4 separate regions of the Mus musculus genome follow, and regions 1, 3 and 4 are each linked to region 2. Evidence: chromatin contacts called from public Hi-C and HiChIP or PLAC-seq data. All regions are on one chromosome and are shown on one strand. Each heading gives the region's core, a stretch centred on a gene start, on an enhancer-like site or on the middle of the called end of the contact. The rest is flanking DNA. Distances are from core to core; before and after follow the strand shown. Region 1 overlaps Gm46414 (a long non-coding RNA gene). Region 2 holds the start of Spin1 (spindlin 1). Region 3 overlaps Gm46414 (a long non-coding RNA gene). Region 4 overlaps Gm46414 (a long non-coding RNA gene).

Region 1 (7,595 bases), core at 115-2,614, 170 kb after region 2:
GCCCAGTGTTGGGTTTTGCAGGGAAGAGTATGCCAGAGATTGAAATCTATTGCTAAAAGCAGAGACCTGGGATTAACTGAGGACAGGGATTGTTCTTTCTGTAGGAGACATTTTGCTTCCAGAAAAAGTGAGCTCACAACTCAGGCAAGCATTCCATCAAAATCTCAAACTACACCTGAAATGAAAAAAACGTCTCCAACCTAGCAGCCCACCTGCCAGCAATACTCTCATGTACGCTGGCTCCACATGACCCTTAACTAGGACCCCAGTAAGAGGGAGTCTTGGCATGAGTTCCTCTTGCGCGCGCTCAACTGGCCAGGAAGAACGACGCGACCACCAGTCCTTCTAACAGCAGTTTATTCAGTCCTCATCTCTCTTCTTTCTCTTCATCAGTACCGTTCCCCAGCTGAATAGTTCTGAATCCACGCCAGATCCTTCTCAACAGTCTGTTTTACAGGAACCTTTATTAACCCCTTCTTCCCCGTTATGCAGTTCTGAATCCTCCCTGTAGCAGGGGGTCTTCACTCATGCCTGAAGATGTTTCTTGTCCCGGGTTTCAGCACCAACTCTCGAGCGCGCCCCCAACTCGCCAGCAAGAACGACGCTGCTACAGGATCCTTCTGCACACATTTATTCAGTCCTGTTTCTTCTTTCTCCATATAACTCTCGAGCGCGCCCCCAACTCGCCAGCAAGAACGACGCTGCTACAGGATCCTTCTGCACACATTTATTCAGTCCTGTTTCTTCTTTCTCCATATATCTCCCTTGTTTATATCTCCCCTGTTTATATCTCCCCTGTTTATATCTCCCCCGAACCCTGGGCCTCTCACTCTTTTATACTCTCTCTCAGTTCCCATCCACGCACAGCAGGCCACGCCACCTCACCAGGCACGCAGCTTCAGCTAATCAGGGCAGCAGGGGCAAATCTCCATCAAATTGGATTCACCTGTATCCTGGTACACCTGCGCAGCACTCAAGATGTTTGTGTCTTATATGAGGAAGTCAGGTGCAAGTCATATGACTTAGCTGCAGTCTCTGGCGCCTTTGGGACTGCCGCCACACCCGCTCCTAACAAGTTCCCAGCACCCATACCTCTGGGCTTAAACAGCTTGTGAAAGATCAGAGGCTCAAAGTCCCCAGGATCCTGAAACATAAACACGAACAATAAGAATGAGTTAAAAAGAAAAAAAAAATAGGAGAAAGAGAGAAAGAGAGAGAGAAAGGAAGAAAGAAAAGAAAAAGATGGTTTCTATCATTTCCCAGCTGTCTGAGTTAATGGGCTGCCTCTCTGAGAACTGAGGAGATTAGCCTGAAGAGGAGACCCAGATGGCCAGGCGTGAGCCCCAGGGGACCCAGCCCTGGGCTCTTTGCACAGCTGTTTCCGGTTCCCTATTCCTCTTTAGCAAATCCTGTCCTGAGCAGGGTGTTTTGGAAGCATGGTGGGGGCAGCTGAGACCTTTGAAGTTGAGAGTGTGAGACTGGATGGAGACTCCAGTGAGTGAGAAGAGCTGTACTGGCGGAGCGTTTGGAACCTTCTGGAACTCGAGGACTGATACTGCTTGGGACAACAAGGCTTCTTTGGTACACAGGAGCGTGTGAGCTCCTGTGGGAAGACTGAGATGCTGTGCTCAGCCCACCTGGGTCATTTGCCAGTGGTGTTTTTACTTCAAGAGTTGGTGGCCTCCGTGGGGAACCAGTGTTAACAGACATTTGCATTCTTGGTTTCCATAATTACAGGTCAAGCTTTCTCCGAAGGCTTTGTTGAAATGTTCCCACACTGAGATGGAGATTGAAACACGAAGAAGTGGCCTTAGAGGTGCCTGGGAACCAGGATTTGTCACAAAGGGGGGGGGGCTGGATGTGTATCCATCCAAGCCTCTGGAACCTTGGCGACAAAGCGACAGGCTCCAGATGAGTAGTACATGTCTGACGTGACTGTCTTCCAGACTGGAAAAGATCAGTGCTCCACAGCCTGATCTATGTGAAGTCATGTTGCCTGCTGTGGAGAGCAATAGGGTTTGAGACAGGGTACATCTGAGTATCCAGGCTGGGCAGGCCAGGAGGCAGCTCAGCGTGTGTGTATATCTGACTCATCGTTCTGCATATCTGATCCATGTGTGCACGCTCATGTGAGAGCTCTTCTGTGTGTTCACACTGATGTGAGAGATCCTTCTGTGTGTGCACACACTGGTGTGTGTGTGTGTCCTTCTGTATGTACACACACTTGTACACACACTGGTATGTGGGGTCCTGTGTGCACACACTGGTATGGGGGATCCTTCTGTGTGTGTACATTGGTGTAGGATATCCTTCTATTTGTGAACACTGGTTGTAAACACTGGTGTGTAGGATCCTTCTGTGTGTGCACACTGGTGTGAGGGATCTTTCTGTGTGTGCACACAGATATTCCTGAAGATGTGTGGAAGATATTCCCTGATAGACTATGAAAAGGTTATGTACACACACACACACACACACACACACACACATACACACACACACACAACGTCACAGTGTTTAGTGTAATAGAAAGCTATCAGCCAGTATTGGTTCCCTCTGACTCACGCTCTCTGACCTTGGGTACCAGATACAAGTTGGCTTAAACATATAGAAAGCCTACTACAACTTCCTGATATCTATTGTATCGTATTTCTGGAAGCCTGGAGAGAGGGCTTGCTGTGGAAGAATGAGAACCTGACTTTAGCAGCCAGAACCCATATAAAAAGGCTGGACGTAGTGGTGTATGTTTGCAGTCTTGATGCTGGCAGAGACAGGAGGGTCCCTGGAGTGTTTGCTGGCTACCCAGACTGGGCAAAGCACTTCCATGTGCATGCATACACACATACACAAAATAAATAAGTCATGGAGGAAGTTGTCACCATATCTAGGAAACACTGGGAGCCATAGGGAATTATCCTGCCTTTTGTAATTATGGAGTTCAAGACCTGAGTCCTCTTCCTACAAGCCAGCCTGAAGTCTGAGCTAGGAGATAGGTGGAGAGTTATCCTGTCTCACCGCCTGCCTTCTAAGCAAAAGGAAAGCTCTGACCCATGGGATCCTGGTCAGCTCCATGGAAGGCTGGTGAACTAACACATTAAACACTGTGTCTCATGGTCTTTGGTATCAGTGGGGGTAGGAGCTGCCCTAAGGAATCTGGTGCCAGAATGTGGGCAGTCCTTAGTTGACCAACAAAGTGGATGGCTGGGGCTCGTGTGGCCAGCTTGTTGACTGCCTGAGAACCAGGCCACTGTGAGCCCCTGTCTCAGGGGAAAAGCAGACATTGAGGAACAACATTCAACATTGTTCTTTGACTTCTACACGCTCAAATGCACACATGTGGGCACACATACAGCATAAATAAAGATATTAAAATAAAAACCGCAACAGGCCGCCGTTGTTGAGAAAGATGAGGCCAAGGGGCACAATGCCTGTGTGTGTCGGCAACAGAGCTGAGACAAGTAGAGACACAGGTCTCACCTGCGGTGCTGACCCCTGGGTAGGACCAACAGAGGAGCTGACCTTGATATCTTGCCTGGGCAGGATAAGAAAACACAGGAGACAACAACACAAGATGACTGGAGACCAGGTTCCCTGCAACTGACAGAACTCTACCATCACCCAAATATCAGCCCAGCATGATGGTGCTGACCCTTCCATGAAGGTAGCTTTCAGCTCAGCAAATCTCCTGGAGCTGGGCGATGCAGGTCTCTGCTGTCTGCACTTCCCACTGTTGTGCAGACCTGCTGTGAGGTCTGATGTCGACATCTCACTGAGTGAACACCCGTCATTTGGATAAATGGGGAAATCTGGGTCAGTGTCCCCACACGTGAACTTAAGCTTAGGGTCCTTTTAGCAGAACACTAAAAGAAGCCTAAATCAGTAATTTATCATCACTTTGCAACAGATGAAATTCCATTGTCATAAAACTCAAGGGATATCACACACACACACAAACACACACACACACACACACACACACACACACACACACACACATTTTTAAAGACAAATAGGTTTATGGGAAGTTTCAGGAACACGCTGCCTTCATCAAGCCTTGATGTACCAATCTCTTTTTCACCACCTTAATTAAATGTCCGACACGATCAGTTTCCAAAGAGCAACGCTTCGGAGGCTCCGGACCAAGCTCTGACGGCCCCACTGTTTAGTCCTGCGAGAACCTGACACCTCCTGCCTGTTCTCTCGCTCTCATTTTATTACTTTGAGACATTCCATGAATGGAGCCGTACAGTCTGTGATTTTTTTTTTTTTTGGACGTTGGCCCTCTTCCCTCACATACACTCTTGAGAGCCATCCATAGTTCATTTCTCTCTGCAAAGCCATGCTCTGTGGTATGATGTACCTTGCTTTTTTTTTTTTTTTTTTTTTTTTTACCATCTGTCTAGTGAGCTGCTTCTATGCTTCTAGACCTCAGCTATTACAGATGAAACCTTTCTGAACATTCTGACGGAGGCATTAGGGGGGAGATGAACATCTACCTCCCTGGGGTGCAGGCCCAGGAATGCTTGCTGCTGTGTGTAAGTGGGCATGTGAACACTAACAAAACCGCTGTGCTGTTCTCTAACCAAACCGCTGTGCAACTGTTCTCCTGGGGCTCAACCAATTCACGTGCATGGCATTAGATAGGAATTACACATCTGTACATGGCCGCTGCTTGAAATGAAGTTGCTCCTCATGGTCAAGAGAACAGGATCTCTGGCCACCATAGAGATTCAACATCCCAGTGTCAGGGACTACCCCCTAAGGAGGTGGGCCTACCATAAGCCACGCTAAAGAGATAGGTGAGTCCATCAGAGTATTGAATCCCAGCAATCAAAAGCTCCCTTTGGCTCACCTAATTAGCATATCCAATTGAAGTTAAACACCTTGTTCTAACTCAGAGTTCTCCCTTTACCTTTATAAACTGCAATTTACCTATGGATCGGGTCTGTCTCCTCTCTATCCAGAGGCAGTTCTTTGTCTACTCTAGGACAAATATCCATTTGTCCCCTTCTTGGTCTCTTCTCCCCACCCCCCACCCCCAACTCTCTCTCATCTTTGATTCTTATTTCCTGCTCTCTGTCCCTCTGGAGCAAATAAGTCTTCTTTGTGCTGAGAATTTGGCTTTGGGGGTCCTGAGCCAACACACATCACTTACAGTCGGAAGCTGGGCCTCGTCCCCTGGTGGACAGGAAACCTCTAGGAGGCATGTTAGCGAGATGAGAATGTTGAGTGAAAGCTTGCCCTGTGTAATGTTCCCCGATCCCAGCTTCTCAATAGCTGAGGGACAGTCTGGAACCTAAGGTGTTCATCCTAGGAGCAGGGAGGTCAACTGTTAGTCAACTAAAAACCACTCACACTTCAGAACCAGGAGCCCTCTCATCTGCCACCTGCCTTCAGTGACTCAGGGCCAACACCCCCTCAGTCCTCCACTGTCATCACTAAAGACCAAGGAGACACATCACCGCTTTTGCCACATTTTCTGTTTGGTTTTGGACCCAGGAACAAGGGACTAAGGTACAGACCTGACCTTCAAGTTCTCCCAGCATTGCTTAGTCCCTATCTGGCAGACCCTGTCTCGAACCCTGAACTTTGCAGTTCTGGGGCTGAGCTGTCCTTCCCCTAGAGGCTCTTCCTTATGTAGTCCAGACATTTTGTGCGCTTCTCTCTCTCTCTCTCTCTCTCTCTCTCTCTCCCTCTCTCTCTCTCTCTCTCTCCCTCCCTCTTTCTCCCCCTCTCTCTCTCTCTCCTCCTCCTCCTCCTCCTTCTTCTTCTCTCTTCTCTTCACTCTCTTCCTCTCTTTTCTCTTTTCTTCTTCCTCTCTCCTTTCTTCTCTCTCTCCCTCCCGCCCCCTCTCTCTCCTTTTTCTGCACACGTGCCCTTTCTCTCTTTCTCTTCCCCCTCCTGCCCTCCCCATGGTGACTTCCCTGGGCTCAGTCATTGTGAACTCACCTGACAGCATCTTCCCAACAAACCTGCCTTTACCATATTCTAATCTGCCTTGAGTTGGTTCATTTCTCCCTACATGCATGCTCCACATCCCCTCTCCCCACCATCCCCACCTGGTCTGACTCTCTCTGTCTCTGTCCCATTTTGTGCCCCCCCCCAATAAATCACTTGTGTTGAGGTCTGTTGTGGGGTGTGAATTTTGCGTATCTGATCGCCAAAATACTCTTTTACGACAAAAAAAAAAAAAAAAAAAAAACCTCTGAAGGCCTATTGGGCAAAGTGCTTGCTGTGCAGGCATGGGGAACTCAGTTTGCATCCCTAGAGCACTAGCAATGCCAGATGTGGCAGTAAATGTCTGTAGTCCCAGCTTTCACCCAGTAAAATGAGAGGCGGAGACAGAATCCCCAGAGGCTGAGGAGCAACTAGCAACGAACTAAGTGGACAGTGAGCACAGACATCGAGTTTACCCTCTGACCTGCACTGCACGCCTGGCCTGTAGTGATTAGGGAGGCTGGGGTCAGCCCTCCAGGACTGTGGAGCCCACTGGCTGCTGGTATGAAGTGGGTTGTGGGGAGAGGCTGGTGGGCAAGTGTTCATACATCAGGGGTGCTGTTCCATGGGAAAACAAAGAGGAAAAGGTGAGTTTCATTTAGATGGGGCTGCTGGACGCCTCCTCAGAGGGGGCCAGGGTGTGGGGGATGGAAGATGGGGGTTGGAGGGCAGCCAGGAATCTGACACCCTGACATTTCCCTTGCGTTGCAAATACAGAGCAGATGGAGAGGCTATATTATTGCCTTTCTGAGCTGGATTATAAATGGTGCTAATCAGCAGTGGTAGCCAAAGAATTTCCTGAAAACTCCAGGCAGCCTCTTTGGGGTGGGGTTTGGGGGGGAGATGTTCAGCATTCCACTGCAGAGCCACAGCAAAGCTGTTCGAGAGACACTGACATCGAGGGCAGATGTGAGACCAAGGGTAGAGTTGATGAACCTTGGGAAAGCATCAGTTGAAAGTAAAGGAAGGGAGCGACATGATGGGAGAACCACCATGAAAAACCAGGTCCCAAGAGGCTGGAAGAAAATCCAGTCATGCAGACTCCAGCACAGCACAAAGACCGAAGGAGAAAAGTGAAACGGCACAGCATGAGGTCAATCCATCAAAGACAAAATGATTCCACATGCAACAGACCGTGTAGACATGACGCTTGAGGCAATGATAACCGAGGGCTGAGGAGACTGCTCAGTCTATAGTACCAGCACGCAGGCGGGCACAGTGTTTGCTTTTGGACCCAGGGACTAGGGATTGAGGTGTATGTTTTACATATCAAAGCAGACCTGGCCTCCATGTTCTCCCAGCATCCTTCAGTCCCTACCTGCCACACCTGGCCCTCAATCTTGAACTTTCCAGCCCAGGGGCTGAGCTGCCCTTCCCCCAAAGGCTCTTTCCTATATAATCCCAGAGGTCTGCTGCTCTCTTTTTCTTCTCTTTTCTTTCTGCATGAGTGTTCGTGCCCTTTGTCTCTTTCTCTTCTACCCCCGCCCCCCACCTCCTAGCCCCAATAGTGACTCCCCTGACCTCAGTCCTTGGGGCCAGTGAACTTGCCAGAGAGCATCTTCCCAATAAACCTGCCTTTAATATATTCTACTCTGCCT
Region 2 (7,134 bases), core at 2,491-4,990:
TGGTAAACAAATAATCTGCGCATGTGCCAAAGGTAGTTCTCCACCCCATGTGCTCTGCCTTCCCCGTGACTACAACTCGGCCATGGGCTGCAGCCAATCAGGGAGTGATACGTCCTAGGCGAAGGATAACTCCCCTTAAGAGGGACGGGGTTTCGCTTTCGCTTTGGGCTTGGGGCTTGCATTCTTACTCCTGAAGATGTAAGCAATAAAGTTTTGCCGCAGAAGATTCTGGTTTGTTGTGTTCTTCCTGGCCGGTCGTGAGAACGCGTGTAAGACTCAGAGACAAAGCAGATCTTCTCCTAGCATCAGCTGAGACTTTTTGATGTTTGCATTTGTGTTTAACCAGTGTCTCAGTCAGGGTAATTGCTGTGATAAAACAGCATGACCAAAAGCAACTTGGGGAAGAAAGGGTTTATATGGCTTACTCTTCCACATCTAGTCCATCCTTAAAGAAGAAAGTCAGGACAGGAACTAGAAGCATGGTAGGAACCTGGAAGCAGGAGTTGATGCAGAGGCCATGGAGGGCTGCTGCTTACTGGCTTGCTCAACCTGCTTTTCTTTTCTTTTTCTTTCCTTTTTTTTTTTTTTTTTTTTTTTTTGGTTTTTCTAGACAGGGTTTCTCTGTATAGCTCTGGCTGTCCTGGAACTCACTTTGTAGACCAGGCTGGCCTAGAACTTAGAAATCTGCCTGCCTCTGCCTCCCGAGTGCTGGGATAAAAGGCGTGCACCACCACGCCTGACTTCTCAGCCTGCTTTGTTATAGAACTCAGAACCACCAGCCCAAGGGAGGGACCCACAAAGCGCTGGACCCTTCCCTATCAATCACTAATTAAGACTATGCCCTACAGAAATTCATGCTTAGAACTTGATCCTTATGAAGGCATTTTCTTAATTGAGATTCCCTCTCAGATGACTTTAGCTTGGGTCAAGCTGACATAAAACTAGCTGGCATAATCAACCAGCTTGGGGTGGGAGAAAAATTGTATGTAGGCCCTCTGGCTAAGGATACTAAATGTTCATAAAATAACTTTGAACCTATTTGAGTAATGTCATATTACGAGAATTTTCAGTTATTCAGAAAAGTCAGAGAAGCCTGAAGGGACAATTAACAGACCTATCACTTGGATTCACTAGTTGTTGCATTTGCTTTAGCTACACAGAAATGTTTTTGAAGCCAGCAGAGATAAAAGCATTTGCTGCCAAGTCCGAAGAACTTTTTTTTTTCTTTTTTCCTGTTTTGTTTTTTAAGACAGGGCCACTCTATGTAGAGCAGACTGGCCTTGAACTCAGAAATCTACCTGCCTTCACTTCCGAGTGCTGAGACACACAGCACGGCACCACCACTGCCCAGCAATTTGATCTGTGAGCTGGTATGTGCTTGCCACCCCAGCTCTTGGTAGGAGAGCGGCAGGTGGACGAGAATGGTGTTCAGGATTGTCTTTGGCTGTATAAAAGTTCTGACCAGCCTGAGCTATATGAGACCTCATCTTAAAAACAAAAACCAACTCTGTCCCTGAGTCCAATTTAGGCATTCATAAATCTAGAATGTAGCCCGTGTTATTTTTGACAGGTTGCTGGAGACCATCAGTCGAGGCAAATTTAAACCTGAGGTTGTGAAGAAGTGGGAGAAAGCAAGGCTTGAAGGGTTGATTGGTCAGTTGGGTCTGCAAGTGGCCTCAGATAGGTAGAAGCCAAGGATGACACCAAATGCCCTACCATGCACGAGGCCAGGTATTGGGGAGGCTTACACAGGAAGACCTTAAATTACAGGCCTGCGTGGGCTTACCCAGCTAGATAGTGAGGCCCTGGTTCAAGCAAAACAACCCAATACTCTTTTCCCCAAGTTACCAGGTCCCAAAATGTCAGTAAGTGCTAGGCAGATGTGAAGGCCATTTTTGTCAACTTGACATCAGGAATCAAAACTCCAAAATGGATGGGCCCACCAGTGATGGATTTCTGCTTAATTAAACCATTTGATATGGATCTTTGAGGTAAAAAAAATATACCTTTAATCCAGACCTTTTGAGGTGGGAAGAGACACGGTTAATGTGGATCTTCTGAGGTAGGAAGACATACCTTTAATCTGGGGCACACTTGTTGGCAGCTTATTTAAAGGACACGGAATAAGGAAGTTTTTGCTCTTTGCTGTCTCACTAGCAAGTCCATTCCTTCACTCACATTATAGCCTGCTTGAGATTCCAGCGTATGCTGAAGACCAGATGAGACATTCAGCTTTCAGTACTGAACAACTACTGAATTCCTGGACCTTCTGTGGGTAGACAGCCATTGCTGGACTAACTTGATCAAAGCCTGTGAGGTATTCTAATACATACTCTTTCCATATGTATATATTCATTTTGTAAGTTCTGTTCCTCTAGAGAACAGAAAAAAAAAAACAAACCAAAAAAAACCAGGCGTGTCACCAAGGAAACGGAAGTGTTCCATACTGTCACTCCAGCCTCCTTCCCTATCACACCCTTCCTTGTTCCTGTCAGCCTCCACGATCAAACATTAAACACAACAAAAGCTAATCTTCTCTCAGTGATCTCCAGGCTGGCTGCATCTCTACTGAAATTAGCCCTCTCTTCGGTCTGTGACTACGTTGCTCCTGCCAAGAATGTCATCTGAGACAAGCATTTTAATTTGAGCAGGCACATATCAATCTTATTTTGAAAAAAAAAAAAAAAGTGCCAATGGAATCCCAAAGAGCACAGCGAACTAAGAGCCGTGCTGCAGGTTTGGAGTGCGCAAAGGGCTTTCCAATAACGTCTTGTAATTCGACCTGGCAACACTCTGGCAGGAGGCTTATTACAATGCGGCAGTGCTACAGCACTCGAGGAACCAGGTCGGTGACCGCCTGGATCCAGACACTGGGTTAAAGGAGGGAAGGAGACCCAGACGAAGCTTCAGGTCCCGTATTTCACTTCCCCTCAAACCAAACCATCCCGGACGTTTTCTTTTTCTCTCTTTCCTTGCCCACAGCCAAACAGATCCTCAATAGGCGATCTTAACTGGAACCAGAGTCGCACGGATTCTCGTGCGATCGTGGGAAGTCTTGGCTTGCAGCCTCGCGAGGAGCCCGGGGTGACTTCTAGAGCAGCGGCTGCAGCTAGGCCAAGGCTAGGTGTTTGCAGCAGCCACCCTCAGCAGGTGTTCGCAGGAGGCCCTGAGCTTTGCAAGCTGAGCCTAGTTCCTCAGCCACTGCGCAGTGCGGCGTACAGCAAGGCGGTGTGTCTTCAAGGGAGCATGGGGGAGCCTATCCATATTTTTAAAGGGCTCGCGTCCTGCAGTCCAAAGCTGCTGCTCCGCAGGAAAGTGCACCTGCGCGGCGCACGGTCATGTGACCTAGCCTCCTGCATCTCCGCAGCTAGCCAGGCAGCTACCCGAGACAGCAGACGTAAGGTCCCAGGACAAAGAGTCAGGATAGCTCCTGGAAGCCGTCCTCCCGTGCAAGAGTAAATACCAACGCCCGCTACTCTCCGTTCGTCTTCCCGACCCTGCTCCGCTTGTAAGAGAGGCCGGCTCTACGCCAGGCCCGCGGCTCCCCAGCGTGTACCTCGCCGCTCCGGGTGCGCGCCCCACCCTCCAGGTGAGCAGCGCCAGGCCCCGCCCCCGCCGCCAGGGCCCGCCTCCCACCCGCGCCTGCGCAGTGCGTCCGGCGGCGCCGGGCGCCGGGGCGGCGCGGCCGTCGCAGTTCGGCGGGCGCAGTGCGCGTGCGCCGTGGCGGCCGGGGGGCGGGCGGCGGCCGCGGCGAGGAGCGGGGGTGGGGAGGCGCCGTCTGGCTCGGGCTGGGCCGGCGGGGAGCACGAGCGAACCACGGCGGCCCCGTGGGCAGCCTCGGTGGCCGACAGGTGAGACGCGCGTGGGGCTGGCTGCAGGGCCGTGAGGGGGGAAGCGAGTGGGCCTCTCACGGCGCGCGGACCCAGGTGAGCATAGCCCGCGGGGCCCCGGGCGCATTGTCCGCGGGCGGCGCCCCTCAGCGCCCCCTGCCGGCCGGGCTCGGTGGGGCCGGGGCGCGGCGGGCTGGGGCCGGGGCGTGCGCGAGTTCCTTTGTTCGTCGCCCCCGCCCGGTCCCCGCCGCCCCCGCCAACATGGCGCTCGCGGGGTCCCTGCCCCAGCCCCGCGGCCGCTTCCCGCGCGCTTTGTTCCGTGCCGGGCGGGGGGCGGGGGCGGGGGCATTGCGTAACCGGGCGGGGGAGGGGCGTGGCGGGACCCCCGCGACGGGTCATCCCGGTGACGCCCTGCCTGGGGGGCTCGGGGCGCGGGCCTGCGTGACCTTGGGTTTGCCTCCCCGAATGCGCCCGATAGATGTGCGGTGCGGATACTGCGCAGCGCCGGGGGTCGCGGTCCCTGGCGGCTTCCTGCACGGATGGTGCGTTCTGGGCCTTTCCGGGAGGCGGGGGGTGTCGGGTTGAGAAATGGCTTCAGTCATCCACGACGTTGCCTGCGCATCTCAAAGTTTGTTTACGCAATTGTTTTTATATTGATTTGGTTTCGATGGTCTATGAATTGGGTTTCGGGTTTTGTAAGGATTTTTCTCTCTGTGTGTGTGTGTGTGTGTGCGCGCGCGCGTGCAGTCTTACTTCTGGTTTAAAGGCTTGTTTATTTATCGTGTACATCCAAAAGCAATACAAGATTCGTTCAAGTGTTGTAAAGGATTTTAGTGTGACTAGCGAGAAAGATGGTATCCGTATCGAAATGCGAATGCCTCACTAACTTTCCTTGGAATTTTCTGGAAGAAGCTGCAGCCTGAAAGGATTGATGGAGAGTAATTGCCTTCTGCATAGCTTTTGTTAGAGAGTGAAAATGAAACCGGATCTTAGACGTTTTTTTACCTATACATCCTGAGCGCACTTCTGAGGTGGTGAAATTTTGGAAAGATAGAAGAGGCACATCTTTAGCCTTTTTAACCCCTTCAGTATTAGTTAATGGGTGAACACGATTTACAGGATGTCCGTTATCAGATTTGGTAATTGTGTATTAACGTAGCCTGCTATGTTTATAAAAACGTGTAGTGTTTCTCTCAATAAGTAAAACGAAATTAGCTTTAAAATCCTACTTTGACATGCCTAAGAAATGGATCAAGCAAAAGGCTTTCAGTCTAAGTGAATTTGTATGAGGTCTCCTGTACTCTAGACTGGCCTTGCGCCACTCTCCTTTTTCCGCCTGGAGTACAATCGAGTGAGGGGCTGTCTTTTTATACTTAGGATTTTTGAAATATATGTGTGTGGATGTTTTGTCTGCATATTTGTCTGTGTACCACATGTGTGTCTGGTGCTCAAGGAGTCCAGAAGAGGGCTCTGAACTCCCGGGACTGGAGTTAGACAATGGGAGTGCTGGGAATCAAACACGGGTCCTTTGGAAGAACAGCCAGTGAGTGCTCTTAACCGCTGAGCCATGCTTAAGGTTTTTTAAAAATAGATTTTCACTATGGAATTTCTCTAGTCAAGCCCACTTTAGTGTTCAAAGGAGGTGCTTTAAGCCTTTCTGGGATAGCTAAGCTCTGATGCTGCCCATCTCTTACATAGGATAGGGTGGTCACCCTTCACCAGGCCTAGTAACAGGATTGTAACCCTAGTTGTTGAGGAGGGTTGGAAGTTTAAGGACAGCTTGTATAATTTAAGGTCCTGTTTCAAAAAGTCAGAAGTCTGTGGTAGAGCAGTTGTCCTGCACATACATGTTGGACTCCAGGTTTTGCCTCCTAGTACAACAAACTACCTACCATGTAAACGTTCCTTAAATAGAATAGGTTGTTTTAGGGAATGAAGGCATTTCTTTCATGTTGTGGATACACCCCCAGCATGTGCCCCCAATCTGTGGATAGAGGCTGGGTGGCTGTTTAGGTAGTGTCTTTAATTGCCAGCTCCAGAGCAAACAGCAGTCTGAGGCGGTATGCTCGGCCAGCCCTGTGCCTGAGGCCCTGCCGGTCTGTCATTCTGAGGGATGAGGTGCCCTCTTCTTCTCTCCTTAGGATCACATTTCACATTTTCATTTTGGGAACTCTGAAAAATACTGCTCTTAGTGAGCCTGGGACTTCCTTTTATGGGGCAGTAGAGGGCTGAAGACAAAGGATGAAAGGGAGCTGTGGCCTGAACGTTGCTTCCCTCGAAAAGTGGAAGCCGGGAAAATCCCATAGGAAAACAGCTAGTTCCACATCCAGTCACTTCTGGATGGCGTTCGCCGAGGATCAAAACTGAGTGAGAGCACCTCACTGAGGGACTCTTGTCCTGTGGATTGAACTGGCCTGTTGGGGAAATGTGGTTGTCTTTGATTTTTCTGAAGGTCAGATAACAACTTAGTTTCAGTTTGGATAGCTTCCATAGGAGTGACTCCGTTTTGATCTCTGAGCTGGAAGACCATGGCTTCTGGACTTTTTCTGACTGTGTCCTTACGATGTCTCTCAGCTGTGTCCTCCCACTAGAGAATGGTAATGTGGGGTTGATGTGATTTGTGTGTGCTGCTTTGTTTTGTGGGTGGTCCAAAATTTCACCCTTAAACCATTTGTAAGAGTTAGTGTCCTGGAAAAACTTTTTTGTAGAGTTTGATCTTTGGGGCAGCTAACACGGTTTGGACTGACTTATTTGCAGCACTTTTTTTTCCTACTGTGTTAGAAAAAACATGAAGGGAGCCAGGCATGGCACACACCTGTAATCCCAATACTGAGGGATGGAGGAGGCAGGTGGATGAAAGTTTCAAGCAACACAGACCTATAGTGGAGAATTTGGAGGTTGGAAATGATATCTGCATGCACATTAGTAGAACCTCAGTTTGATAGAGGATATTTAAAAACGGGTATTTTATTTTCAGCCAAACGTCTGTTTTTCTAGCTGCTTTGTTGAGTTTGGAAGCCTGGTGTTGTGTAAAACATTGTTCAGTACCTTCTTCTCTGGGTGAAGCTCACCTCTGCAGCAGTGGACATTGACCTGGAGGGGAGACTTTAGAGCCTTCAGCCCCTGAGCTGCAGCCTGGGAGGAAGGCTGTCTTTCTCCAAACTTTATTGACTTGTAGAGTTCCTTCCTCGGTGTAGTTCCAGAACCACCGCTGGACAAGTCAGTGTCGATCCCTTCCCCTTCCTTCCCAGCTTTGCCACAGTTAACTAGGGTCAGTTTTGTCTGCGCCATGAAGTTAAACAGC
Region 3 (7,016 bases), core at 677-3,176, 240 kb after region 2:
TCTCCCTGTAGGTTTGGAGTTCTCAACATTTATGGTGGGAAATGGGGGATTGGGAGGGACAGAATTACCAGGGTCCGAAGGAAATAGCTTCCCTTGGAAAATTCCACACACCAAGGATGTTTCCAGTGCCTAACTGTTCTCCACACTCCACTTTGTCTGCCCCAAACTCTTCAACACCGAGCAACATCCCTGTGACATGCTCTTGAGGGACAGAGAGCCATTTACCAGCTCTGATCTGTTGACCCCTCCCATCAGAGCCCACGGCAGAACTGACCCACGTCTTCACAGAGGTCATGTGCCCCATTTATGAATCCCTGCGTTGACCCGCCTTTCCTGAGGGTTCTCATCACCTTACAGTACTGAATTCCCGAATTCTCAGTGTAATCTCGTATTTGAAACCTATGAGTATTATCTTTGGAAATAATGAAGACCACTGCTGGGCCATTTAAAACTCAAGAACCAGGGCCCAGAAAGATGTCTGGGCAGGTAAACATGGTTGGAATGAAAACCTGGGAAGTTGAAATTCAGTCCCTGGAAAGATGAAAGGAGGGAACGGAGTCCCCACGGTCATCCTCTGACTGGCGCATGTGCACTGTGGCATGTGAGCTCCCCAATAATAAATAGCATTTTTAAATGTGAAGAATGGAAATGACTGAAGTGTCTCACATTCTCTGCCATGTGCCAAGACGGGGTTAGGCTGGGAAGCATGGTAAGAAAAAAAACTGTTGCCGCCAACCTGCAGCCTGGTTTTACCCACAGAGTTAGGCATTGTGAAAATCAAGTCTTCATTTACGAGAAGGTGCCCACTCTGGTGTTGCTCATCATTTCCCCCATTTCCGTGGTGTGTGTGTGTGTGTGTGTGTGTGTGTGTGTTTGTGTGTACATACTTCAATGAGAGGTTATCTATTATTTCTATAAGTATAGATGGTGGTCAGTCATGTGTAGGAGAAAATAACCCCCTTACACATGGAAGGAAGAGGTGATATTCTAGCCAACACTGAATTCCTCTGCAGAAGTAATCAGAGAGAGAGCCAGGATGGTTCATTGGGTAAGAGCATTTGTTCCCCCGACGTCCAAGGACCTGAGTTCAAATCTGCAAGCTAAGAATAGCCACAGTTGTGCCTGGGACCCTCGTACTCTTCTGGGGGGAAGAAGAAACAGTAAGATGGCTAGGGCTTCTTAGCTGCCGACCGGGTTCCAAGCTCAGTGAACGAGTCTGTGAGTCTGTGAGGGAATGAGGCAGAGCGAGAGTAGGAAGCCCAGTGTCTTCCTTCAGCCTCTGTGGATCCATGTGCACACCCCCTCCCATATATACACATTCATGGAGGAATCATCAATGAGAAAGCCCAGTTATTGCCTGTCCGCTGATGGAAAGGGTTACCTGGGGTAGCAGCTGAGACTTATCCTAGCCAGGAATTTCCCTTACAGAAAACAAGATCAGGATGCATTTTAGATGCCAGACTGCTGCTTGGACAGACACAACTACCTGGAATCGCCCGTGCAATAGCACTTCCCAGAAAACCCACAGGGACTCACTTGAACCTCTTCTGAAGGCCATGGGTCCTGCCCTTCGGAATTCAGCTTTCTTTACAGTGACAGGGAAAAACAATCTTATTTTTAATTTTCCTAAATAAGTGGAGGCATGTCTCATCTTCCTCCACAGTCTGAGACTCTGGACCCCTCACCTTTTCATATTTCCTCGGATGACTTTGCTAGTGAACTTTGGAAGGAACGAGCCTAAGGATCTCTCCCACAAACCGTGGAGATTTCCCATGGAAAGCCAGTCCCCACTCAAGTGTATTTGGCTCCTGTATCTGTAAAGTATTTTTGCTTGTCTCTGAGGGAGCAAATGCACATCCAGGGCCCTGGGACCCACAGCTGCTGCAAGGAAGCCACAGCACATTTCACAAAGGCATCCTTCCTGCCCATGGTCCCCTGAGGAAGCAATTCTGAGACGCTGTTTCTTTTTCCCAGAAAGAAGAGCCCAGCCGTGCCTCAGCTAGGAAAGGCTGTCAGTTTTCTGCCTGTATGCCCCAGGACTCAGGACCACCATCCATCTCCCCAGGAACTACCAGCCTTCTAAGCACACAATGGGTTCCTTCCAACCACGCAGCATCTCTCTTCAGAGGAACTCAGGCAACTCGCATCCAATTTTGTTCCAAAATTCTGCAAAAAAAAAAAAAGTTTCACGTGTGGAGAAAATGTATGTAGATCTGTAACAGATCTTAAAAAAAACAAAAACAAAACAAAAAAAACAAAACCAAGCAAACCATGTTTTCAATTACCATGTATAATGTGTGGAATAATCACCACAATGTTGTCTTTGTGTAGAATAAATTTCTAAGAAATGGAGTTGAATTGCTGCTGGCTTACCAATTACAGTTCCGTGGAAAAGGTTATCCACACTCTCTCCAACAAACTCCTGATGGTTCCATAGGATTGGATGCAGTAGTTGTTTTGATTTGTGTTTTAATTAGTGGCACTGAGTCCTGTTTACCTATTGCCTCACTATTGTCTCCTCTGTGGAGTACTCATTCAAGGCCTCTGAAGGCCAGGCTTGGTCTTGGTCATCCATCTTTTTTCTTGATGTCTTGTGAGAATCCCTTTGTACTAAGGGCTTCCCTCTTTGACAAGTTTAACACCTCTAAGTTTTACTTTACAGCAGCCTGGCGTGTATCTATGGCCTTTTAAACTGCAGTAGACTTTTCTGTGAGGTCTAATGTGTCAGATTTGCTCCCATTGACACCTGGAGTTTATACCCTATTCGAAAAGGACTTTCATAATTTGGCAAGACCTATACAATTTACCTGTTGGGTTGGTAGCACCATTTTGGTTTAATGATTATATGCAATGCTATCATTTATGTGAAACTTATTTTGGAATAACAGCTAACAGGCATTTTGGATTTTTTTTTCAAATAACAAATTGTCTTCCAGCTCACAAGCATCCATTATTTTGAAACTGATAACTTTTTACATGGTGGGTGGACTCCAGCAGGAGCAGAGCTAGCCACACTTTCTACCAGCCTCCTCCTCATAGCACCGTTTCCTATGACGCCAACGTTGTACTGCTTTTAACAGGGACAGTCAGACTCACAGTCCCTATTTTTCATCCTTAATGTGTGTGTGTGTGTGTGTGTGTGTGTGTGCGCGCGCGCGCGCGCACGCGTGCATGCGCATGCCCCCACACAGGCACACGAGCATGCACTCACACACATGGGTGCATGCACCGGTGCCTGTGAATGTATGCAAAGGCCAGAGGTTGACGGCAGGTGTCTTCCTTAGTCAGCTTCCATCTTATGTTTTAGACAGTCTCCCATTGAATATGGAACTCACGGTTCAGCTAAGCTGACTGGCTGCTGAGCACCAGCCTCTGACTCACAGCAAGGATGCGCCACTATGCCTGGAGTTTTAATGGGTTCCAGGGCATTGAACTCAGATCCTCAGACTTGCAGAGCAAGCACTTTATCAGCTGAGCACCCCTGGCTGAGTTTCTAGGTTGTATTTACCACTAATTTCAGAATTGTGTTTAGATCTTTTCCAAGCACAGAGAGCTCATGTTTTCTGCTTGCTCAAGTTCCTTTCATAACCAGTTGTGCATTTTCTTGCTAATACCTAACCCTTGCTGAATCTGAACACTTAGGGACAGAGTGCCATCATGGGCCTCTTGGCAGAGGATGACATTCACGCTATTCATCTCTTTCTCTCGTGCCAGTGCGATTCCTTCTCACACCTGCTCACTCTGGCTTAGCATTCAGAACAACATCCAGAAATACAGGTGTGGGCATGCATTTCTCTAGACTGAAAAGTTTTCTCGGCTTTGCAGATGTTGCTGTCCCCTGTTGTTGCTTCCTGCAGCTGTGATCAACCCCACTGTGATTTTCGACATCATGGTCAAGCCCTTGGGCTGCACCTCCTTCAAGCTGTTTGCAGACAAAGTTCCAAAGGCAGCAGCAGAAAACTTCCATGCTCTGAGTTTGGGAGAGAAAGGGTTTGGCTAGAAGGGCTACTCCTAGCTGGAGAGACTACCCTTGTAGAGGTCATGAGTTCAATTCCCAGCCATCTGGAATGGGATCCAATGCCCTTGTCTGGTGTGTCTGAAGACAGCTATAGTGTACTCACATACACTGACTGCTCTTCCTGAGGTACTGAGTTCAATTCCCAGGAACTGCATGATGGCTCACAAACATTCATAATGAGATCTGATGCCCTTTTCTGATATGTCTGAAGACAACTAGAGTATACTCATATATAGAAAATAAATAAACAAATCTTTAAATAAATCTTAAAAACTGGGGTGTGGGGAGGGGCTACTCCTTTCACAGAATTGTTCCAGGGTGGTGACGTCACACGCCATAATAGCACTGGAGTCTTCTATGTGGAGAAATTTGAGGATGAGAAGGTCATCCTGAAGCATACAGGTTCTGGCATCCCATCCATGGCCAATGCTGGACCAAACACAAGCAGTTCCCAGGTCTTTTGTTGATGTTGGTGTTGGTGTTTTTTTTTTTAATCTTCATTGCCAAGATTGAGTGGCAGGATGACAAACATGTGGCCTCTAGGAAGGTAAAAGAAGGCATGAGCATCGTGCAAACTGTGGAATGGCAAGACCAGCAAGAAGATCACCATTTCTGACTGTGAAAAAACTCTAATTCTTTTGACTTGCAATCATACCCACCAGAACTTTAGTAGCTCAGAAGAGCACCCACAACCATACCCCAAGAGAGCCTGCCACCCCATCTGCTCACAATACTCTGTAATTTCTGCTCTCAATGAAATTCTTGGAGTTCCATATTTTCCTCATTCCCCTCCAAGCCAAGCTGGATTGCAGAGTCAAGTTTATGACAATGAATAGAAACTAAATAAGAAAAATAAAGTTTTCTTAATTATATTCTTATTTATTGTGTGTGTTGGGTAGGTCTAGGTGTGTGCACATGGTGCATCTTGTGTGTGGAGAACAACTTGAAGGAATCAGGTTTCTCCTTCCACTGTGTGTGTCCTCGGTATTGAGCTCAGGTCATAGGCTTAGTGACAACTGTCTTTACTAGCAGGGCCAATTTGTCATCCTTTTGCCTGACTGGAAGGGGGATGCTGTTGAGGTTTGGAATTTTGCTATGCTAAATACTGGTGGTTCCCAGAGACCTCACATAGACCCAGGTGATGCTATGTGACCTTGCCCCAAATTACCCCTGACTGGTGAATAAAGATGCTGACAGCCAATAGCTAGGCAGAAAAGACACTGGCAGGGTTTAGGACTCCCAGGCTTGGGGTCAGAGGAGGACCACAAGGTGGAGAGAAGAAGGTGGAGAGAAGAGAAAGACACCATGGGTTAGTAGTCAAGAAAATATGGCCCCGAGGACTGGACAGTTGGAGTTAAGAGCAGCCCAAATGAAACATAGTAATAACTTAGGGTTATCGATAGGAAATAGATTTTAATAGCATAGAGGGTAGATATATGCCAAGCATTAGTGCTCATAAAGGCTTATTATAAATATAAAGGTCATGCATGTCTTTTATCTGGGATCTGAATAATCAAACACAGGATAGAAGCCCCTGGCTGAGATTAAATATTTTCTACAATAGGATGCTTTGGTTTTCATGACCAAAGGCCACTAGGTTTTGACTTAGAAACTGTCTTATTTGGATTTAAATAACAATTATTTCTTTGAGTTGATATTTGGCTTAGGGTAAACCTCTTAGTTAAATGGGATCATAGACACTGCCACAATGGAAAAGTGACTTTAAGTCAGAGAAACTCACTAAGGTTGCAGACCTTATATAACCAAGGAATCAATGACCACGAAGACACCAGTCCTAAATATGTATGCATGAAATGAGATAATGATAAAGTACACAAAGAAAAAGAAACTCACCAAAGACTGGGAAGACTTGGAAAGAACTAAAAGGTAAAACAGAAAAGCTAAGGTATTAGAGACGTTAGTGGTTTTAACAATTAATATAAAAGCTGGATAGCAAGTCATCAAAGATGTGTGCGGACAAGCACCACCAGACCCCACCACTCTCAGCAGGATCTTGATGCGACATAAAACTGTCCTCCCAACCATGGAGAACTCTCTTTCTCCTCTAACACCCACAGAATGTGCTCTAAAGTAGATTCTATCCCAAGCAGCAAAATAGATTGTGATATGTTCTAAGATAGTAAACTGCTCCAGGGTGGGTTACCTGCCCACAGTGGGACTAAACCAAGTATCAAGCAATGGAGAGATTACAGGAGAAGCTTAACTCACCGGGACCTAGGCTAGACTTTATCAAAGTGGAAAAATTATCAGAAAGAAAATCAGTGAGACACAACTAAACAGGCACATAGTCAGGAGATTTCCAGGGCTAAGTGCAGTCATTAGGAAAAAGGACAAAGCTCATTCCTCACACACATAGAAAAGAGTTACCAAATAGATTCAGACCAAGCAGAAGGAAGCTAGTAGTGAATAGAAAGGATTAGAGGCACGGGAGAGTGGGGGCCAGCAGCAAGTCCAAGAGCTGAGACCTCTTTCGAGGTCAGCTGACATTTTTTTTTTAAGGTTTATTTTATGTATCCATGTTGGGGAATATGCATGTGAGTGCAGGTACCCATGGAAGCCAGAAGAGGGCATCAGATCCCTTGGATCTGGAGTTGCAAGCTGTCGTGAGCAGCCAGACTGGGTGCTGGGAGTTGATGTTCAGTCCTCTGCAAGAGCAGCAAGTGCTCTTAACTGCTGAGCCAGCTCTCTAGCCCAATTTGACAAAATTTCTCATAAGACTTATGGGGGAGGCTGTGAGACAATGTTTTTTAAAAAAATCCAAGTAGAGTTCAATGCTACCACTAACCACACATATAAAAATAATGAACTCAATGACTTACAAAAACAAAATAAAACCACTTTCTCTCTCTCTCTCTCTCTCTCTCTCTCTCTCTCTCTCTCTTTCTTTCTTTCTTTCTTTCTTTCTACTTCCAGTTTTTGATGGTTTCCTGGATAATTCTACTAGAGTTTCAAAAGAGAGTTAGTTAATATCACTTAT
Region 4 (7,223 bases), core at 409-2,908, 210 kb after region 2:
AGTCTGAGCAAGGTCTGTCTATTACCTTGTTCCAATGTTTATTGCAATATTTCAGAGCAGAGACTTGATGCAGTATCAAAGGTTTACATCCACTCTTTTGGAATGCTCACAAAAGCACGTTCGGGTTGTCTCCTGAATGAAGGAATAGGAAAAGGGCAAGGGGAAAACACACACACACACACACACACACACACACACACACACATCAGCCTAATAAATCAATGCAAGATAGAGCAGCTGCAGCAATGCTGAGTTATTTTGAATAATCCTCTGGCTCCCAGGACTCTCTTCTGCTCATCTAGCTTGAGATCCATCTGCATCCCACTAGAGATGGTGTTTGTATTTTCAGACTGTCCCTTGACTTAGAGCCATCAGGCCAGAGCCTCAGCCTGCTCTTAGGAACCTTATGAACCCTTGGTGGGAGTATTAAAGTTATTTAAGTCCCCATGTCTCACTCTGAAGGCTCAGTTTGTGTTTTGTTTGTCCTCAGTCTATCTGAGTCAGAGGTGAGATGTGGTGCCCTCTCCCCCAGGACTTGTGTGGGTGGCTGGCTGGTCAATCTTGAGTTGGGCAGGCCGTCCTGGGAACCTTCTCCCACCCGCTGAGCTCAGAAGCTAAAGCAGGGACAGCTGGCTTCAGAGGGCCTCCAGCTGGCCCTTCTCATAGAGTGCAGCTCATCTGGCCTTTGATGCCACTGAGCTGTGCCAGGTACAGGGAACACACTCAGCCTGCACAGGGTGTGTCTGATTCCCTCGCCACCATTACAGCAGTGTCCTGCTTGGGCTCCTGCCACCCAGGAGAACAGCCAGGGCCAGCTCTCTATGCCTCTTTTGGAGCAGCCTTGCCTTGAGGTCACAGGGGCAACAGCACCCCCTCCCTACACACACACACACACACACACACACACACACACACACACACACTGAATGAATGACTGACTGACTGAGAAAGAACATCCCAAAGACTCTGCCTCACTTCTGGTCTTACACCTCTCTACAAGGCTGGCTTATGTGCCAACCAGTTCTCTCCAAATGACAGGACCATTTTAAACCAATTCCTGTAAGGCACCCTACTGTACCTTAATTTTTTTTAAAACATCTTTTCATCTCCGGAATTATTTTTGACTGAAAGACATACACAGCAATAGGACCTATAATTTTCTTTAGTTAACAAGATAACAAACTCCATGAAAACACTAGGCGATGGTCACGTAGGGCTTTTCCTACCTGAAGCCCCCTGGTTCCCCCACACACACAGAGCATTGTCTCCTCACTAGCTCTGAGGACAGAGCTTCTAGGTCCACCAAATGACTCAGTCATCCTATTTAAACAGTCCCCCATTCTGATGACACTCTCTGGGGTCCCCATGAGCACATTCCCCTACAATATGGGTCAGGTTTTTATATTTGGATGGAAATGGGCAGTGTCCTGTTTGCAGCAGGGAGTTTGCAGATAGGCAGCCCCTACCCCTTTCCAAGTTGATTCATTTTCCAAGCTACAAGGAAATCCCACTGCATGCTCCCCGCCCCTACGGTTTGTTCTCTGTAAATGCGGTTTTAATTAGGAGCAATGAATTCTGCAGACTCATGTCTCAGGCCTTTCCCCCAGGCATCCACTGTCTTCCCGCCCCCATGCTGGCCACAGAATGCACCAGGTCCCAAGGCAAGCTGCCTGTCAGGCCTCCTCAGGCAGCAGCTGCAACTGATTAGAGCTCTGCTGTGGGCCCTGTTTTATTTATGACCCACCTCTCCCTTCTCAAAAATCCATCAGGGCACACTCATGGAAGTAAAATTAGAGGCCCGGTCAGGGCTGGAGTTGGGAAATGCACTTTACCCTTCTTTTCAGGACATTAGTGGCTATGGCAGCGTGCTGCAGAGGGGACAGGCTGGGGGAGTGGCCCTGCTGTAGTCCCTGTGATCCTCTTGTGTGCTAAGCAGGGTTGCTTTTAGACTTCCATTGTCTGCTCCGTGCCTCCTTGAAAGTCACACTCTTCCCCCAACCTCCTTATGACGCTGGCTGTACCTTAATTGTCAGAAGATATCTCAGCTCTGCTTTCTGCCTTCCAACTGGGCTTATCTGCGCTTGGGGATATCTGTTGTTAATAAGCCAGTTAAAAGCCTTTGCTCATAGCCATATTCTGACATTTTTTTTTTCTAATGGATGAGACTTTTTCTCAGTCATACTGAAACACACCACCCCCACCCCAGCACACTCCTCAGAACTTTAGCAATCCTGGCCTGTCACCCCAGAGAAGGGGGTGTCTAAATCCTTTCATTTCTCAGTGGTCTGGCCCAGAGCTATCCCCCACCCCCAGTCTCTCTGATTCTTAGATAATGTGTCGCCTTGATTCCCAGTATGATGGCATATAAGATGAAACCTCATTTTTTTTTTTATTCCTCTCAGGAGAACCACATTTGTCTTTGAGAGTTTTTGGCTAGCAATTAAAACAGAAAGAGCTGCCTGGTCAAGGGCTTTGTGGGAAAGACTGTCTTAGCTAGAGTGCTCTTTCCCATGGTGACTGGGAACGCGGTTTCTAATCAGGACTCCCTCTCAGACACGAGTGGTCCTCACTCACATTCAAGAGGCTTGTGTGTGCACACATTCAAACAGAAAGACAGGAAGATTTGCTGCAGCTTAGAGAAATCGTGAGGGAGGAAACTTAGGAGGAACTGAGAATGTTTGGGTGAGCCACGAGGAGACAGAAGAGAGAAGCGGAGAAATGAGGTGGCCTTGTTCTCCAGCATTGCTGCGTCATCTCCAAAGAACACGGGGCAGTTGCTACCTGCTCTGAGGAACGTGGGTAACTGGAATTATGATCACTCAAATGCGACCTTTCTGAAGTCCTCAGTTCGCTCAGGGAAGAAGGGGGCTGTGCACTCCACACAGCCAATCCTCACGGGGCAGGTGTCCCAGCTGGAAGAGAAAGAGGCTCAGGCCTCCACCTCAGGAGGGCAACAGCTAAACCTGACACATCACCTACAGCACCAAGGCAGGGAAATGCCAGCAGGGTCTCTCTCTCTCCTCTCTCTCTCTCTCTCTCTCTCTCTCTCTCTCTCTCTCTCCCTCCCTCCCTCTCCCTCCCTCCCTCTCTCTCTCTCTCTCTCTCTCTCTCTCTCTCTCCTTCCTCTGTTTTTTATATCCCAGTTTTTCTGTGCATGCTGTTCCCTAGACACACTACAGGAAGTTAACCACCAACATCGAGGCATGATGGTTAGTGTTAACCTGACAGCATCTAGAATCACCTGGGCATGGCTCATGGGATTATCTCCATCACTGACTGAGGTAGGGACATCCAGCCACTGAGGGTGGCGTCATTCCCTAGTCAGGGGCATCCTGGACTGTGTAAATGGAGAAAGGCAGCTGAGCAGCAGCATGCGTGCATCTTAAATGTCCCCACTGGTGGACTGTATCTTGGAACTGTGAGCCAGGACAAACCCTTCCCCTTAAGTTGTATCTGACAGTGTTTTGTCATAGCAACAGCTAAAGAGACTAAGGTGGGGGCTGGGGAGGAAGAGCAGTGTGGAAACCAGTTCTGCCCAAGGCTTGTGTGGCAGTGGGCCTGGGTGGGGCCTTCCCAGAGGCTGACAAAGGGCTTGACTGACCTCCTGTCTGCTCTGCCTTCCCAGCCCTTATCTCCTTGACTAACTTCTATGCACTTACTGACGACTGACCTCCCTGGAGGCTCCTGAGGGTCAGTGCTTGGGTCAGGTTAGGGCAGATACGAAGATTCATCTTCACAGAGCATGGTCTAGAATCTCCCTCTGTGGCAGTGTCTGGGTGGGGAGCCGTGGCCACTGGCTGGGAGCCATTTTTATATACAACCTCTGTGTAGGAAGAAGCAAGGGCGAATGGAACCACATCCAGGTCAAGGTTGCCCTTGTTGGGGAGAGGTGGCTGGGACATGTGAAGTGGGTCTTAAGATTAAGGTTTAGAAGCTAATGGTGCAGATGACTATGGTCTTCTGACCCTGTCTCCTGAGTCCATGTGGTCCTGGGGTAGACAAAATGCCTTCTTACATTCTGAGCAGGCAATTCCCTGGGACAACTCTCACGTTCCAGGTTGCCCAGCTGTGCCTGGTGGACAGTGCCTGGTGGACAGTTCTAGTCTCCTGCTGTTGTTGTGATAAAACCCTCTTCCCAAAAGCAACTTAAAAGATGAAAGAACTTCTTTGGCATCACAGCCCATTGCTAAGAGAAGTCAGAGCAGGAACTCAAGGAAACAGATGTGTCATACCCACAGTGAAACATGGAGAGAAATGAATGAGTGTGTCCAGGCAGCCTGCTTGTGAGATGGCTTGATTCTGTCTGTTCTCTGACTCATTTAGCTCTTGACCCCTGCCGTAGGGAATGGTGCCGCCCACCATGGACTGGGTCCTTCTGTACTGATTAACAATCAAAACAATTCCCAACAAATGTGCTTACATCTGATGCTCTGTTCCCAGGCTATTGCAGGCTGTGTCAAATTGAGAGTTAAAGCTAACTGGGACACATTAGGTGTGCTAGGCATGCCAAAGCTACAAAAGGGTACAAGATCTACTAGATGTGTCTGGGGTGCTGGGCAAAAGCACACCATGGGTAATAGGCATTCCAGGGATACCAGAATCTCCAGGAGTGCCAGAAGCACAAGGGTCCTGGACACTCTTTACCCGGGCCTGGTCTATTTGCTTTAATTTTTGTCCCTTTGAAATAGGGATTGTGTTCTCTTCTCACACCCAGAATACTTTTTTTTTAAAGAAAAGATATTTTTATTGTAAATATTAGATAGCAAATGCTGTAAGATAGCCGCAATTCTCCATTCACAAGTAACTATTTATTTATTTATTATTTATGTTTTTGAGACAAGTTTTCTTTGTGTACTCCTGGCTCTCCTGGAACTTGTTCTACACACCAGTTGGCCTCACACTTAGGGATTTGCCTGCTTCTGCATTTTCAGTGCTGGGACTGAAGATGTGTCCCACCATGCTGAAGAAGTAACTATTTAAAATATTTTAACATGTGCTATGCATGCTATTCAATGTTTTCTTTGTTTTATGCTCTTGCTATCATCTATCTATATATCTATGCTCTGTCTATTGGTCAATCGATCATCTATCTATCTACCTATCATCTATCTAACATCCATCTAATCTTCATGTCTATATCTCTGAAAAGCACAGGAACACCCTCCACTCCGCTGTCATCCAGTGTCCCCTGCAGCATCACCTCTATGGCTTTGGGGAGGAATATTAGCACAGGTGCACCAAGAAGTTTGCAATCGGTCTCTTCTTTTTTTTAACTTCCCACGTCTCCTCCCTCATCCCTCTCTCCTAGATAGGTGTGTTTAGCATTACTGGAGCCTTTGTTGTATTAAGCAGCAGGCTGTGGTAACCCAGTGTATTTGCTTACATTTTGGTAGGTGAGTCATGTGTTCATATAGGTGGCTCAGGTCCATCACTGTCTAACTGTTGGGATTTCCTCAGACTAGAAAGACAGATGCTTCTAAGAAAGGGGGAGAACCTGGCTCTTCGTTGTCTGCCCCTCAACTGCGATTGAGGACAATCTGCACGCTGGCTTTGCTCACTTGTTTTGGCGGGAAAGAGGGCAGTCAGCGCCACCTTACCCGACCCTCAGATCTCTGTCTAGGGAGCCCTGTTTGGAGGCTCATCCCCTCTGAGATGTATTCACAGACTCACTCGCGGCAGCTTTCACAACTATCACTTTAAAAGAAACTTCTCATCTATTTGTAATTATTTTGTAAGGGTAAGGTCTTTAATATTTTCAATTGATTTGCAGTTTTCATAATTACCCTTAAAAACATGCAGTGGTCCATTCTTGCAGGTCACATTCTGATCTGCATTCCGGGGTCTCTTTCTGGAGTTCTTGGTCCATCCATCTTGTTTGTCCATCTCTTTTTAAGTCATTATCATGGTTTTAATTACCATAGTTCTCAAATATAATTCCACTTCTTCTACACTACATGAGCCCTTCCTTCATGAATTTAACAAAGTTAGTTGACTGCTTTCCAATGTATATTTTTCCTAGGTGAGATTTGTCTTAAATTTTTCATGGCTTGTATTCATTGCAAATGGCACCCTGTGGCTTAAGAACACATTTACAGAAGTATTCATTGGGATTTGAGCGTATCTTCTGATACCCTACCTGCCATTCGCTGTCCCTCACTTTAGTCCACTCTGTTCCCCTGGACAGTTCCATTTCTACTTACATGCCATATATACATATATGGTTTTATGTATGTGCATAAGCTCCAGGGACTACATATGACCTTTGTCTTTCTGAGACTGGTTTATTGCTCTCCTGTGAGGATCTCCAGCTGCATCCATTTGCCTGCAAATATCGTGATTTTGCTCTTTCTTGTGGCAATATATATATATATATACATATATATATATATATATATATATATATATATATATGGTGTATATTCACTATATACATGTTTAGTATTTAAGTGTGTGTGTGTAGCATGTGTGTGCCTGTATGGGTGTCTGTATGTGTGTGTGTGTGTGTGTGTGTGTTTGTCTATGTGGGCATTATAAGCACTTATCTGAGCAACTCAAAACATCTGGGTCCATGGTAAGAGCAGTAAGTGCTCTGGCTGCTGGGCCATACCTTCACCCCCTTCCCACATTTTCTCCTGGCCGTTCCTCTGTTGCTGGACACCAGGTAAAACATAAGGTAAAGGGAAAGCATTATAGACAGCAGGTTTCAGCAAACCCAGCTGCTTCCCAGGGATGGCCCCCAGGCACATCTGGTCTCTCTGGCTGTGCTGTCATGGGGTCTGCAAACTGGTGTGAATGGCAGGAGGCAGGGGCTGGAGGGCTGGAGGGCTGGAGGGTGGGAGGGTGGGTGTAGAGCTGCTCTTTAGGGTCTGGAGCAGAAAGGAAAAGCAGGTCGTGCCTTAGTTGCCTAGAGCAGCCCTAGTCTGTGTGCCTGCTCAGGGTATGATCAAAGCAAGGCTCATGGGGAATTCTTGGGCACACAGGCCTGGCTGCAGCCCGGTGAACATCCAGCTACTCTGAAAGCCGGATACAGGAACTGGGAGGCCAGGCCTCTTGTCCACTGCTTCCTACAGCTGTCTGGTCCTTCTCCCTTCTCAGGATGTGATGGTGATGAACACTCCATGAGAGGTGAGAATAAAACTAGCAAAACCAGCACAGTCTGTATCAGAGACGAATTAGCACCAAGAACACAGAGCAGATGACTTGGAAGGCCTTTTGCATGGGCT

The links. A called contact is a pair of places that touch in the nucleus more often than the background predicts. HiChIP or PLAC-seq counts read pairs in DNA pulled down with a chosen protein or histone mark.
Region 1: a contact with region 2 is called in a Hi-C map of centrocytes, with 2.7 times the contacts expected there. The contact joins the enhancer-like site here to the promoter of Spin1 in region 2. A contact is called at or near these places in 6 of 39 promoter capture datasets (the C10 cell line, cranial neural crest, frontonasal cranial neural crest and 2 more), 5 of 484 Hi-C or Micro-C datasets (centrocytes, nephron progenitors, pre-B cells and 2 more), 2 of 115 datasets of contacts at active chromatin or transcription factors (the 230-238 cell line and large pre-B cells) and 2 of 9 other capture datasets (adipose tissue and liver).
Region 3: an H3K4me3 HiChIP or PLAC-seq map of the 230-238 cell line shows a contact between it and region 2, with 10 read pairs. The contact joins the enhancer-like site here to the promoter of Spin1 in region 2. A contact is called at or near these places in 4 of 39 promoter capture datasets (the C10 cell line, liver and pre-B cells), 5 of 115 datasets of contacts at active chromatin or transcription factors (the 230-238 cell line, embryonic forebrain, embryonic midbrain and 1 more) and 2 of 9 other capture datasets (adipose tissue and liver).
Region 4: a Hi-C map of muscle stem cells shows a contact between it and region 2, with 4 times the contacts expected there. The contact joins the enhancer-like site here to the promoter of Spin1 in region 2. A contact is called at or near these places in 6 of 39 promoter capture datasets (the 3T3-L1 cell line, the C10 cell line, cranial neural crest and 2 more), 9 of 484 Hi-C or Micro-C datasets (B cells, Th1 cells, embryonic fibroblasts and 4 more), 3 of 115 datasets of contacts at active chromatin or transcription factors (the 230-238 cell line and embryonic midbrain) and 2 of 9 other capture datasets (adipose tissue and liver).

The regions. Positions count from the first base shown.
Region 1 is chr13:51,273,462-51,281,056 of GRCm38.p6, forward strand. The region is part of intron 2 of Gm46414 (a long non-coding RNA gene); the gene reads left to right. Among named protein-coding and RNA genes, the nearest start is that of Gm46414, 69 kb to the left of the region's middle. Within about 2 kb of position 1,365, at least 47 of the 459 cell types and tissues checked have an H3K27ac peak or open chromatin away from gene starts, as enhancers often do. A contact at or near this core is called in the 230-238 cell line, centrocytes and pro-B cells, where this site is marked.
Region 2 is chr13:51,097,140-51,104,273 of GRCm38.p6, forward strand. Spin1 (spindlin 1) reads left to right here and starts at 3,741. Exons shown (of 6, transcript NM_146043.4): 1 at 3,741-3,851. It overlaps 9430083A17Rik (RIKEN cDNA 9430083A17 gene), which reads right to left and starts at 3,588. Exons shown (of 1, transcript NR_029463.1): 1 at 599-3,588.
Region 3 is chr13:51,335,060-51,342,075 of GRCm38.p6, forward strand. The region is part of intron 2 of Gm46414 (a long non-coding RNA gene); the gene reads left to right. It also overlaps the pseudogene Gm6056. Among named protein-coding and RNA genes, the nearest start is that of S1pr3, 70 kb to the right of the region's middle. Within about 2 kb of position 1,927, at least 8 of the 459 cell types and tissues checked have an H3K27ac peak or open chromatin away from gene starts, as enhancers often do. A contact at or near this core is called in the 230-238 cell line, where this site is marked.
Region 4 is chr13:51,313,018-51,320,240 of GRCm38.p6, forward strand. All of the region lies in intron 2 of Gm46414 (a long non-coding RNA gene), which reads left to right. Among named protein-coding and RNA genes, the nearest start is that of S1pr3, 92 kb to the right of the region's middle. Within about 2 kb of position 1,659, at least 178 of the 459 cell types and tissues checked have an H3K27ac peak or open chromatin away from gene starts, as enhancers often do. A contact at or near this core is called in B cells, adipose tissue, embryonic fibroblasts and 4 more, where this site is marked.